2 separate regions of the Sus scrofa genome follow, and region 1 is linked to region 2. A link is a contact called in public HiChIP or PLAC-seq data. All regions are on one chromosome and are shown on one strand. The core of a region is the stretch at or near the end of the contact, and the rest is flanking DNA. Distances in the headings are between cores, read along the strand shown.

What was found. HiChIP or PLAC-seq counts read pairs in DNA pulled down with a chosen protein or histone mark.
Region 1: a contact with region 2 is called in an H3K27ac HiChIP or PLAC-seq map of skeletal muscle. The contact joins two enhancer-like sites. A contact is called at or near these places in 2 of 2 datasets of contacts at active chromatin or transcription factors (alveolar macrophages and skeletal muscle).

Annotation. Positions count from the first base shown.
Region 1 is chr3:113,004,073-113,008,990 of Sscrofa11.1, reverse strand. The region is part of intron 8 of KIF3C (kinesin-like protein KIF3C); the gene reads right to left. Among named protein-coding and RNA genes, the nearest start is that of ASXL2, 38 kb to the left of the region's middle. Within about 2 kb of position 1,865, at least 24 of the 83 cell types and tissues checked have an H3K27ac peak or open chromatin away from gene starts, as enhancers often do. A contact at or near this core is called in skeletal muscle, where this site is marked.
Region 2 is chr3:112,794,148-112,799,052 of Sscrofa11.1, reverse strand. HADHA (hydroxyacyl-CoA dehydrogenase/3-ketoacyl-CoA thiolase/enoyl-CoA hydratase (trifunctional protein), alpha subunit) reads right to left here. Exons shown (of 20, transcript NM_213962.2): 15 at 4,736-4,876; 16 at 4,260-4,328; 17 at 3,318-3,513; 18 at 2,623-2,737; 19 at 2,032-2,177; 20 at 1,426-1,936. The coding sequence ends at 1,791. Among named protein-coding and RNA genes, the nearest start is that of GAREM2, 21 kb to the left of the region's middle. Within about 2 kb of position 1,787, at least 15 of the 83 cell types and tissues checked have an H3K27ac peak or open chromatin away from gene starts, as enhancers often do. A contact at or near this core is called in skeletal muscle, where this site is marked.

The DNA of each region.
Region 1 (4,918 bases), core at 616-3,115, 210 kb before region 2:
GTTGTGGGCATTTCTGCACAGGTATCTTCAAGTACATAGTCAACAATTCCCCTGGGGTATATACCCAGGAATGGAATGTTTCCGATGGGCATTTTCAGCTTTACTAGATATTGCCTAATTGCTTTTTTTGGTGGGGGGAGCTGTGTTTGCAGCACACAGAAATTCCCAAGCCAGGGATCGAACCTGCACCACAGCAATGACCAGAGCTACAGCAGTGACAGTGCTAGATTCTTAACCTGATGACCCACCACGGAACTCTCCAAATTACTTTTTTTTTTTGTTTTTTTGTCTTTTTGTCTTTTCTAGGGCCGCTCCCGCGGCATATGGAGGTTCCCAGGCTAGGGGATCCTGCATTGCTGTAGCTCTGGCATAGGCCAGTGGCTACAGCTCCGATTCGACCCCTAGCCTGGGAACCTCCATATGCCACGGGAGCGGCCCAAAGAAATAGCAAAAAGACAAAAAATAAAATAAAATAAAATAAAGTGGCTGTATCTATGAAGACGTTTCCATTGCTCTATATTCCTGGCCGACTCATGGTATGTTAGACATTTTACTTTCAGCAACTTAAGGAGTGTGAGGAATTTTACTACTCAAAGCAAACACACAAAAAAGACAGAAAACAAGAGAGTTATTTACATTAAAAAAAAAATACAGGATTTTGCACCTGTGTTATATGGAAGTTCTCAGGCTAGGGGTTGAATCAGAGCTGCAGCTGCTGGCCTATGCCACAGCCACAGAAATGCCACATCTGAGCCACATCTGTGACCGCATCTGTGACTCAGTGGATGCTTAATCCACGAAGTGAGGCCTGCATCCTCACCGACACTATGTCAAGTTCTTAACTCGCTGAGCCACAACAGGAATTTCCTGAGTTTGTCATTTTACCCTGGGCAGCTTCCATGTGTACACAAGGTATGCATGTCAATAAACTTGCTTTTATTTCTCTTGTTAAAAAAAAAAAAAAAAGTACAGGATTTGGAGTCAGACAGATCTGCGTTTGAACTTGGCTCTACCCCTTAGAGCTCTGTTACCTTGGGAAGTGGCTTATGATCTCTGAGCCTAGCTATCTCATTCTTATCAAACAGAATGGCTGAGATTAATCCAGAAAATCACTCAGCACAGTACCCCACAGAAGGGCTCCACACATGGCAGCTGCGATGACTATTTATTCTCAATTCCATGTGCTAATTTCAAGCAGGGATACAAATGAGCAATGAAAAAAGCCAAAAGGCAGACAGTTAGAAGACAGAAGAGAAGAAACAGGCTGGGTAATTCAGAGATAGGACATTCTGTCCTTGAATAGTAGAACAAGCCGTACAGGAGCCGACAGAGCAACGCCTGCCTTCTGCAGCACAGAGGAATGAGAAGCAACACTCTCGGGGTTTTTAACCAAGGGCACATACAAAAGCACTGGATCCCACGTCGGGCCCCTGCTGACCCCTCTTCACAGCTGAAAACAAGGAAGGATGAGGCTGTAGAGGCCCCGGTTTGTTCTGCTGCTGCGCACCCTCTGAGAGGTGGGAGGGCTGTGCCCAGGAACAGCGGCAGCGCTGAGGGAGGGAGCAGGAACACCCGTCACAGAACAACTTGGCAATTGCAAGGAGCATCTATGCCCACTGGAGCTTTACAGCAACCTCCTGAGGTGTAGACAGGGCAGATCAAGAGGCTCAGAAAGCAAAGTGCCTTTAGGGTCCAAAGTCCTACAACTGGGAAGAGGCTCAGAACTGAACCTTCCCAAATACTCTTCTTCTGATGCTGGGCTGTCTTTGAGGGAGCACCCACAGAACAGTCTGGGCCTGCATGTCCCTTGCAGGCTGCAAGCTCTGGGAACAGGACAGGGGGACAGGGCTGGGCGAGCAAAGCAGTGGATGAGCGTGAATTGGCAGCCTGACCCAATAAAGATGCCAGGGCTATTCTGGGTGGCGGGCAGGCAGAAGGGGGTGGGGGAGGGGAGTCTGTAACTGGGACACCGAACTTCCCATGTCCTCTCTTCTGCTCCAGGCCTTCTTGCCCTGATTGATCCCTTTGTAGTAAGCGAGTTGTGGCTGACAGCCCCTGAGTGGAGGCCTGGCTCTGCATGTATTCATCCCCCCACCCCACCCCCGCCGAAAGAAACCCAGTTATCCTGTGCTTAGCAGATCCTTCAGCGTTCTCTTAGGACCCTCCCTCGACACAGCTGCTATCACAGTCTTCTTTCTTCCCTTACTGTTAAAAAGCCCTCTCTCAGCCTCACGGCAGAGGCTGACCCCAATCTCACTACCAGCTCGGTCAGCTCGCCGCCTTCCCTCTCCTGCCCTGAGAACCAGCAGCCAGCCTCACAGGATGTATTTTCCAAGTCCTTTACAAGCACCTGCCGCAGCAAATCCGACTTTTCTGCATGATCGGGCCCCTTCGGCCCTGCAGGTCAGCTGTCCACCTCGCAGCATCCCCTGCGCGAATAAGATCCCGCTCCTCTCCCAGGGGCCCTTCACACGGCCCACAACCTGCCTGGGAAGGCAGACACTGTGCCCTGTTGCAGATTCTTCTGCAGCTGTCCTGGGCCTGTGAATGAATCTAGGGACTCAACCCAGAGCTGAGAATGTTCTGACTGAGGTAAACGTTGCCTCTGTAATGAAACCAGTGTAACTTTCTATCCCGATTCTATTTAGAGCCAGGAATGCGCTGGCGTTCTCCCTCTCCCCCCCCCCCCCCCCCCCCGCCCCGGCTTCTCCCTCGCTCCCTCTCCCTCTCTCTCCCTCTCTCAATTTGGAGGCAGCCTGTATAAAAAAAATCAAAATCTGGAATTCCTGTCATGGATCAGCGGAAACGAATCCAACTAGTATCTTTGAGGATACGGGTTTGATCCCTGGCCTCACTCAGTGGGTTAAGGATCCTGTGTTGCTGTGGCTGTGGCTGTGGTGTAGGCGGTCAGCTGTAGCTCTGATTTGACCCCTATCCTGGGAACCTCCATATGCCGTGGGTGTGGTGCTAAAGTAAAAAAATAAAATAAAATAAATAAATAAATCAACATCTGAAACAAAAGCAACACACTGCATTGTCCTTCTATGGCACTTCTAAGGGATGACGGCAAGCCGGTTTCCCCAGAGCCCCCACAATCATCCTACTGGCTTACTGGTAGGAGTGGAACCATTTCTGGATCATCTCCTCTGTGCCAAGTATTGACCTACAGCCTCCCACACATCATCTCATTTCAATCTCGACCACCCTGCAGGGATTTTTATTTTACTTTATCGTCCTGACTTTGCAAGTGAAGAAACCTGGGTTCAGAGAGGTTAAACAACCTTCCCAAGGCAGAGCAGGGGCTAGAATTCAGAATGCTCTAAGTCCCAAATGCAGTCTCTACTGCACCATGAAGCCTCTGAAAAGAATGCAGGGTGGCAGAGATTGCAAAGGCCAAAGGGCTAAAGTTACAAACAGAACTTTGTAAACCATGGGCTACAGACGTTGCCAAATACACAACCCTTAGAAGGCAGTTTTGAACAAACGCAATTAAAAAATGAAGTCTATTATGAAAAAGCAAAAATAAAAGGTCATACTTGTAAAATAGTGGTTGCTGCAGATGGCTGCAGAAATTTTCTTTTTTTTGTCCCCCAAAGAAACTCTAACACAAAATTGTGGTTGTGGAAGGCACCGCACCTGAAGTTACTGGGTATCAACAAGCCATGGCACAGAGATAGTGGAGAAAAAAGAAAATGGGACAGACCTCCAAAATAAGTTGACAGGAGCAGAGCAGAGTGTGTTTCAAGAACTCCCCAACAGAGCTGCCGGGAAGAGCATGTGGGGTAAATGCTTGGTGGTGGGCCGGGGGGTGTTTTCCACCAAAAGGGACAGCATGACATTAGGTAATTTCTTTCTGACAATGCTGTCTTCTTCTCCCTTTGAGCAGCCATCAGTGTTCTCATCCCCAGAATACCACAGGCTCAAGTGAAACAAAATATTCCACACTTGACTTGAGCATGTGGGACAATGGCTTGATTAGTTAAATATGCTTTGGGAAGAAAGAGGTTTTCAGCCCTGATTAAGCTCTGCTGCAAACAGTGGGACCCGATTCCTCCCAGAGACGCATTTTGTTCTATAGCCTCAGACCTCAGGGCTCCTCAAAATGGGTGAAGCTGCATCCAAGCACTGCCCCCCGCCCACCCCAAGCCTTCCCCTGTTGAAAGGAGGGGCTGGGGGCAGATGATCCAGGAGGTCCAGGCCAGTGACTCTTACACTGCAGTGCTACCCTGGGGCTCTCTGTGCTGAGTCACAATCACCCTTGGGAGTTTCAATTAGGAGGGAAGTGTTCTGACTTCATTTTGACCACCAACTGCTGCTAAAAAAAAATTTAATTAAAAAAATTTGTTTCAGGGGGTTCCTGCTGTGGCTCAGTGGTGATGAACCTGACTAGTGTCCATGAGGACGTGGGTTCGATCCCTGGCCTCGCTCAGTGGGTTAAGATCCAGCATTGCTGTAAGCTGTGGTGTAGGTTGCAGACGAGGCTCAGATCCTGAGTTGCTGTGGTTCTGGTGTAGGCCGATGGCTGCAGCTTCAATTCGACCCCTAGCCTGGGAACCTCCATATGCCATGGGCGTGGCCCTAAAAACACAAAAATAAAATTTTAAAAAAATTTGTTTCATATTATGCCTTTTCTTTTGTATTTTCGTGATTCTTTAAAGGTCCTAAGATAAATATTATTATTATTATTTTTTTTTAATTTTCCCACTGTACAGCAAGGGGATCAAGTTATCCTTACATGTACACATTACAATTACATTTTTTTCCCCACCCTTTGTTCTGTTGCAACATGAGTATCTAGACAAAGTTCTCAATGCTACTCAGCAGGATCTCCTAGATAAATATTATTTATTGCAGTTATCAGACAATGGACAGTGACATTGAAAAAAAGAAAATAATTTGTAGTAGTAATTCAGAATAG
Region 2 (4,905 bases), core at 538-3,037:
CCCAGACCCCTCACCCCCAGAAGCCTGTTCATGGCCTTGGTGTAGAGGATCAATTCCCTACCTTCTGAGTCACCGAAAGCCCTGACTCAGAGACGCCTTGGTTTTGGTCTGGCTTCCTAGCAACCAGACTCTGAGTGTTGAGCTGGGGTAAGCTCCCTGCCTGCCAGTCCCCACAGCAGAGCTGGCACCAGGGAGCTATTTGAAGTACTCGCAACTGGAGGAGAGGCAGGGGGACTGGGTGGCATCTCAAAGTTGAGATTGCACAGTGTGATGGGACCGGAGTTAGGATTCTGTGCACACTCAAGTGTGGATCCTCCTGCCAGACCCAGTGAGGAGCCCCGAAGCTCTTTGCTCAGATTGGCTACTGCCGCTGCCAGAACACAGGGGCAGGAGCTTTCCACACCAGAGGGCAGGGCAGGGGAGCAGTGGAGGCTCTAGCAGGGTGGGGGTGGCAGTGGCTCCCACGGGCTGCCCGTGATCACCATGTGGGCACCGTCCACTTTCCATTGCTTCGGGGCAGGACACACTGACCAGGAAAATGTCACCGCTACTGCTTACCGCTCACCTGACATCCTGAGATACACACGTGAACAAGTCACACCAAGAAAACAGTAAAACTGGAGTTCCGTCGTGGCGCAGTGGTTAACGAATCCGACTAGGAAACGTGAGGTTGCGGGTTCAATCCCTGGCCTTGCTCAGTGGGTTAAGGATCCAGCATTGCTGTGGCTGTGGTGTAGGCTGGCAGCTACAGCTCCGATTTGACCCCTAGCCTGGGAACCTCCATATGCCATGGGAACGGCCCAAGAAATAGCAAAAAGACAAAAAAAAAAAAAAAAAAAAAAAAAAAGGTAAAACTGCAAGGAGGACATGCAGTTTGGGAGAGGAGTCTCCTTTAGGTGCTGGTCCTCTGGACCTCTTAGTCTGCTCAGGTTAGCAAGAGCCTCTTCCCCCATGGGCGTTTATGTACAGTCAGTTTAAAAGGCTTTAGTCTCCTCAAATCCCACTTTCCAGAGTTCCCATAGTGGCTCAGTGGGTTAAGAACCTGACTGGTATCCATGAGGATGTGGGCTCAATCCCTGGCCTCACTCAATGGGCTAAGGATCCAGCGTTGCTGTGAGCTGTGGCAGAGGTTGCAGATGTGGCTCAGATCGGCTGTGGCTGTGGCCGGCAGCCGCTGCGCTCTGATTCAACTCCTAGCCCGGAAACTTGCATGTGCCACAAGCGCAGCCCTAAAAAGAAAAAAAAAAAAAAAAAAAATCCCATTTCCATCCTCACAGTTTCTTTCTTAAGGTGCCACCCCAAACTCTTCCAATACATTCCCACCTCCAAAGCACAGGGCTTTATTCCAGTTCACTCCTTGAAGGAAAGGGGGTTAAACCAGAAGGACAAAGACAGAAGACAAAGCAAGACAAAGGCAGGCAGAGAGGCTGCTAAAGAGCTGGGTCTTTGTTGTTAAGTGTATGGCCGGGTGCAGAAGGGCCCTCACCAGCACTGGGCTCCCAGGAGGAAGAGGCAGCAAGGATGGCCCAGAGTCACTGCCTCTCTGGGCATCGGGCCTGTAAATTCCTGAGCACAGGGGTTCCACCTGCCAACATGAAGCAGAAACTACTTTACAGCCAGACTTCCCCGCAGGGAGAGCTGGTCATGGCCGAAGGCACTTTAATCGCACACGCCCAATGCCCGAGTTTGTCTTCCTCCCGGTTCCTGTGATGAGTCCAGATGCTGCTCTGGGCAGAACCAGTGCTGCCGCTGTCGGTGTCAGGGGGCGAGTGAGCAGAGAGAAGGCTCGCTCACTGGAAGAACTTCTTATTTGGGCTGCTGGCATGGTCAATCAGCAGCTGGCATGGCGTGAACTGTTTCCCATAGATGGCCTCGTACTTCCGGAGCCGGTCCACGACCTTCTGAGCCCCGTACAGATCCACAAACCGGAAGGGCCCTAAGTGGAGGAAGGGGGCTCAGTTGAAGGAGAAGCGAACCAAGCCCTAGGATAAAGCGAGCCACCTCCCCAACGGGCAAGACCAACCGACTGACCTCCAAGACAGGGGGGGAAGCCGAGCCCAAAGACGGCCCCGATGTCGCCCTCGGCAGGCGTGGCCAAGATCCCTTCCTGCAGGCACAGGACAGCCTCGTTCACGAATCTGGTCACCAGGCGGTACTGGATGTCTTCGTCTGAAGAGCTGCCGACAGGGAGAGACACTCAGGTAGAAGAGGGGGCAAAGGGGGGGAGGAGGTGGGAGCCCCGGTGCACACTGGGAGTGAGGGCTGGCCCTGGTCAAACTCCAAGCAATTAACCTGAAACCCAGTTAACTTGCCCTAATTAGCCTGAAACCGGCACCAAGCAGCTGTTGACTGCAAGGGGCCTAGGAAAACCATCTTTCTAGGTGCTTTCCGGGACCCTCCGAGGGAAGGCTTCCCAAGGGGGCTTCCCAAGGCTCGGGTGCAGTCCTTACCCTGGTGCCTGGAAGAGAACGAGGTGGAGTATGGAAGGGCAAAGAGTGCCAAGCCTCAGAATGTTCTCTCTGGTCAGGTATCATCGTAACAAAACCGACCACAGGGGGTTGGAGAAGCTTCCGGCTGATGGGAAATAAGCTTCCGTAGCAAGAGTCCCTCCAATGAACTTACATGTCAGGCCGAGAGGGTATCTTCAGACTTGCCAAAATGCTCTCCGTGTCAGAATTCACATTCCGATTCTTCACTCCCTCCTGGTAGACGTAAAAGCCCTTCCCAGACTTGCGACCTGAAAGACGCAGGGAAAGGGAGCGTTACCAGCTCTCAGATCCCGGGCCCGGAACCTGTGTATCTGGCCTACCCGAGAAATTAGCATTTGTCAGAAGAGCTGGTGGAGAAGGAAAAAGAGCCTGCATTTCCTGTAGCTTGGAAATCTGTGTGACTCAGCGGGAAAGGCCATGTGGGTGAGGTGGAATGTCCAGCTGTGCCTCATCAGGCCTCGTGCTGATTTTGCTGCGACTCTGCCGAGAGCGAAAGCCCCTCTCTGGTGAGCCTCAGCTACACGCTCCCGCACCTAGAGGTTGACTACCTCCACACGGGTGGCCAGACAGCCCGGAGACCTGGGTGCGATGCTCCTGCAGCATCTCAGCTGATGGCACACCGCTCGGGCAATGGCAGAGCCTCAGGTGGTCAGGGTTCTACCTTTTGCTACAGGCCCAGCCTGAGAAGAGGGTCAGGAAATCATTCGAAAACTCCCTGTGACAGGGGGCTCCATAGGAAACACACTCTTCACACGGGCCTTGGGTGACTGCTGGGCTCAGGAGCTCTGTCACTACTGGCGCTCGTTATGCTTCTTTGAGGCGACTCACCCAGGAAGCCCTTGGATATCATCTGCTTCAGCACGTCCAGGTTTCCACCTGCAAACCGCTCCCCAAAGATTTTGCCTAGATTTTCCGCTACGTGTTTCGCTACATCCATGCCAACTTCATCCATCAGCGTCGCAGCGCCCACAGGAAAGCCAAAGCTCGTGGTCAGGGAGTCCAGCTTCTTAGGGCCAACTCCTTCCTGGATGGGAAGTAAGGCTGGGGCCTCAGGGAAGGCTGGCCCAGATTCCCCTAAGGGCTCCCTGTGCGCCCCTCGGAGGTGGCCATGTGCAGCACCCACTTACTCCCAGGTGCCGGGACTGTTTGGCTCAGGGAAGCACAGTTGAGGAGCCGCAGGGGGAAGTCTGAGCCTTCCCTAACCTACAGCGTTTGAAGGAAGTCTCGAGATGAACAAAGCATTCATTCCCTTCTTGTTTGCAATCCTGAATCTCAAGAATAACAGATTCCAGGCCAGACAGGGCTGTTTCCCGGTGCCGAGGGGAGAGGCGTCACCAAGGAGCAGGGCTGCAGAGCCGGGGCCCCTGGTCTGCAAGAGCCCGGCCAGGCCCTGCCCTGTGGTGAGCCACCTTAAAGGCCACCAGGGGGTCCGAGGGCGGCAGATGCAGATGCAGCCTCAATCAGACCAAATGGAGCCCGCTCTGGATGGGGTTGTGGAAACAGCACCGAGAGCACGGCGGGAGGCCTGCGGCTGACCGGAGCAGGGAGGACGCTCAGGGAGCAGAGCTTGCTCTGCCCGCTGAGTGCAGCATCAGCCCGTGACTCGCCAGCACTGTGTGCAAAGGGAGGGCCCCAAAGGGCCTTCTTGGAGAAGAGCCAGGAGTTGGTGTATTAGAAGGAGGAAGCCTGCTCCTCATCTTGGCGTTGCCAGTTTGGAAAACTAGTTTAAGGAGTGGAAGACGCTGCGACCATCCTGAGACCCATACTGACCTGGAGAATTCTGAGGACTTCAGACATCATGGGTGCAAGGCACCTGGTGGTGTAGAAGCCGGGTCCATCCTGCCAAGGGAGAGAACATGAGCTCCCGGGCCCCTCAGCTGCGGGCACTGCCCGAGTCTGAAAGCAGTCTCTCTCGCCCAGAAGTCATTGCAAAATTCAAGGTGGTGTATAATCTCAATTATACACTTTAAAAATTAAACTGCAGGGGGAGCCATAGCCAGGGGCAGCCGGGCTTGAATCCAAGAGCACAGGAGATCATCTCAGGGCCCCCTGAAAGGTCTGGAATGGCGGGGAGAACTCGCCACATCCCAGAGCTTGACTCACAGGTACAATCACACCCCTGCCCACCCTGCAGACAAACAAGGGGAAATCACATCAAAAGCTGGCATACGTGACCTGAAGAGTTACAGATAAGCCTGGAAATAGAAGGAGGCTTCACAGAACTTTTCTGAAACTCAGCTCCTTACCTTAACCACAATGATGACCTTCCCCTGTTTGAGACCAACTTCTACGGCCGAAGCAGTTGAGTCCTTAGAGGTTTTTTCAGTGGTGATAATCTCCAGCAGCTGCATCTTGTCCACAGGAGAGAAGTAGTGCATGCCAATCACCTGGCAAGGGGACAAAGGAGACCAAAGAC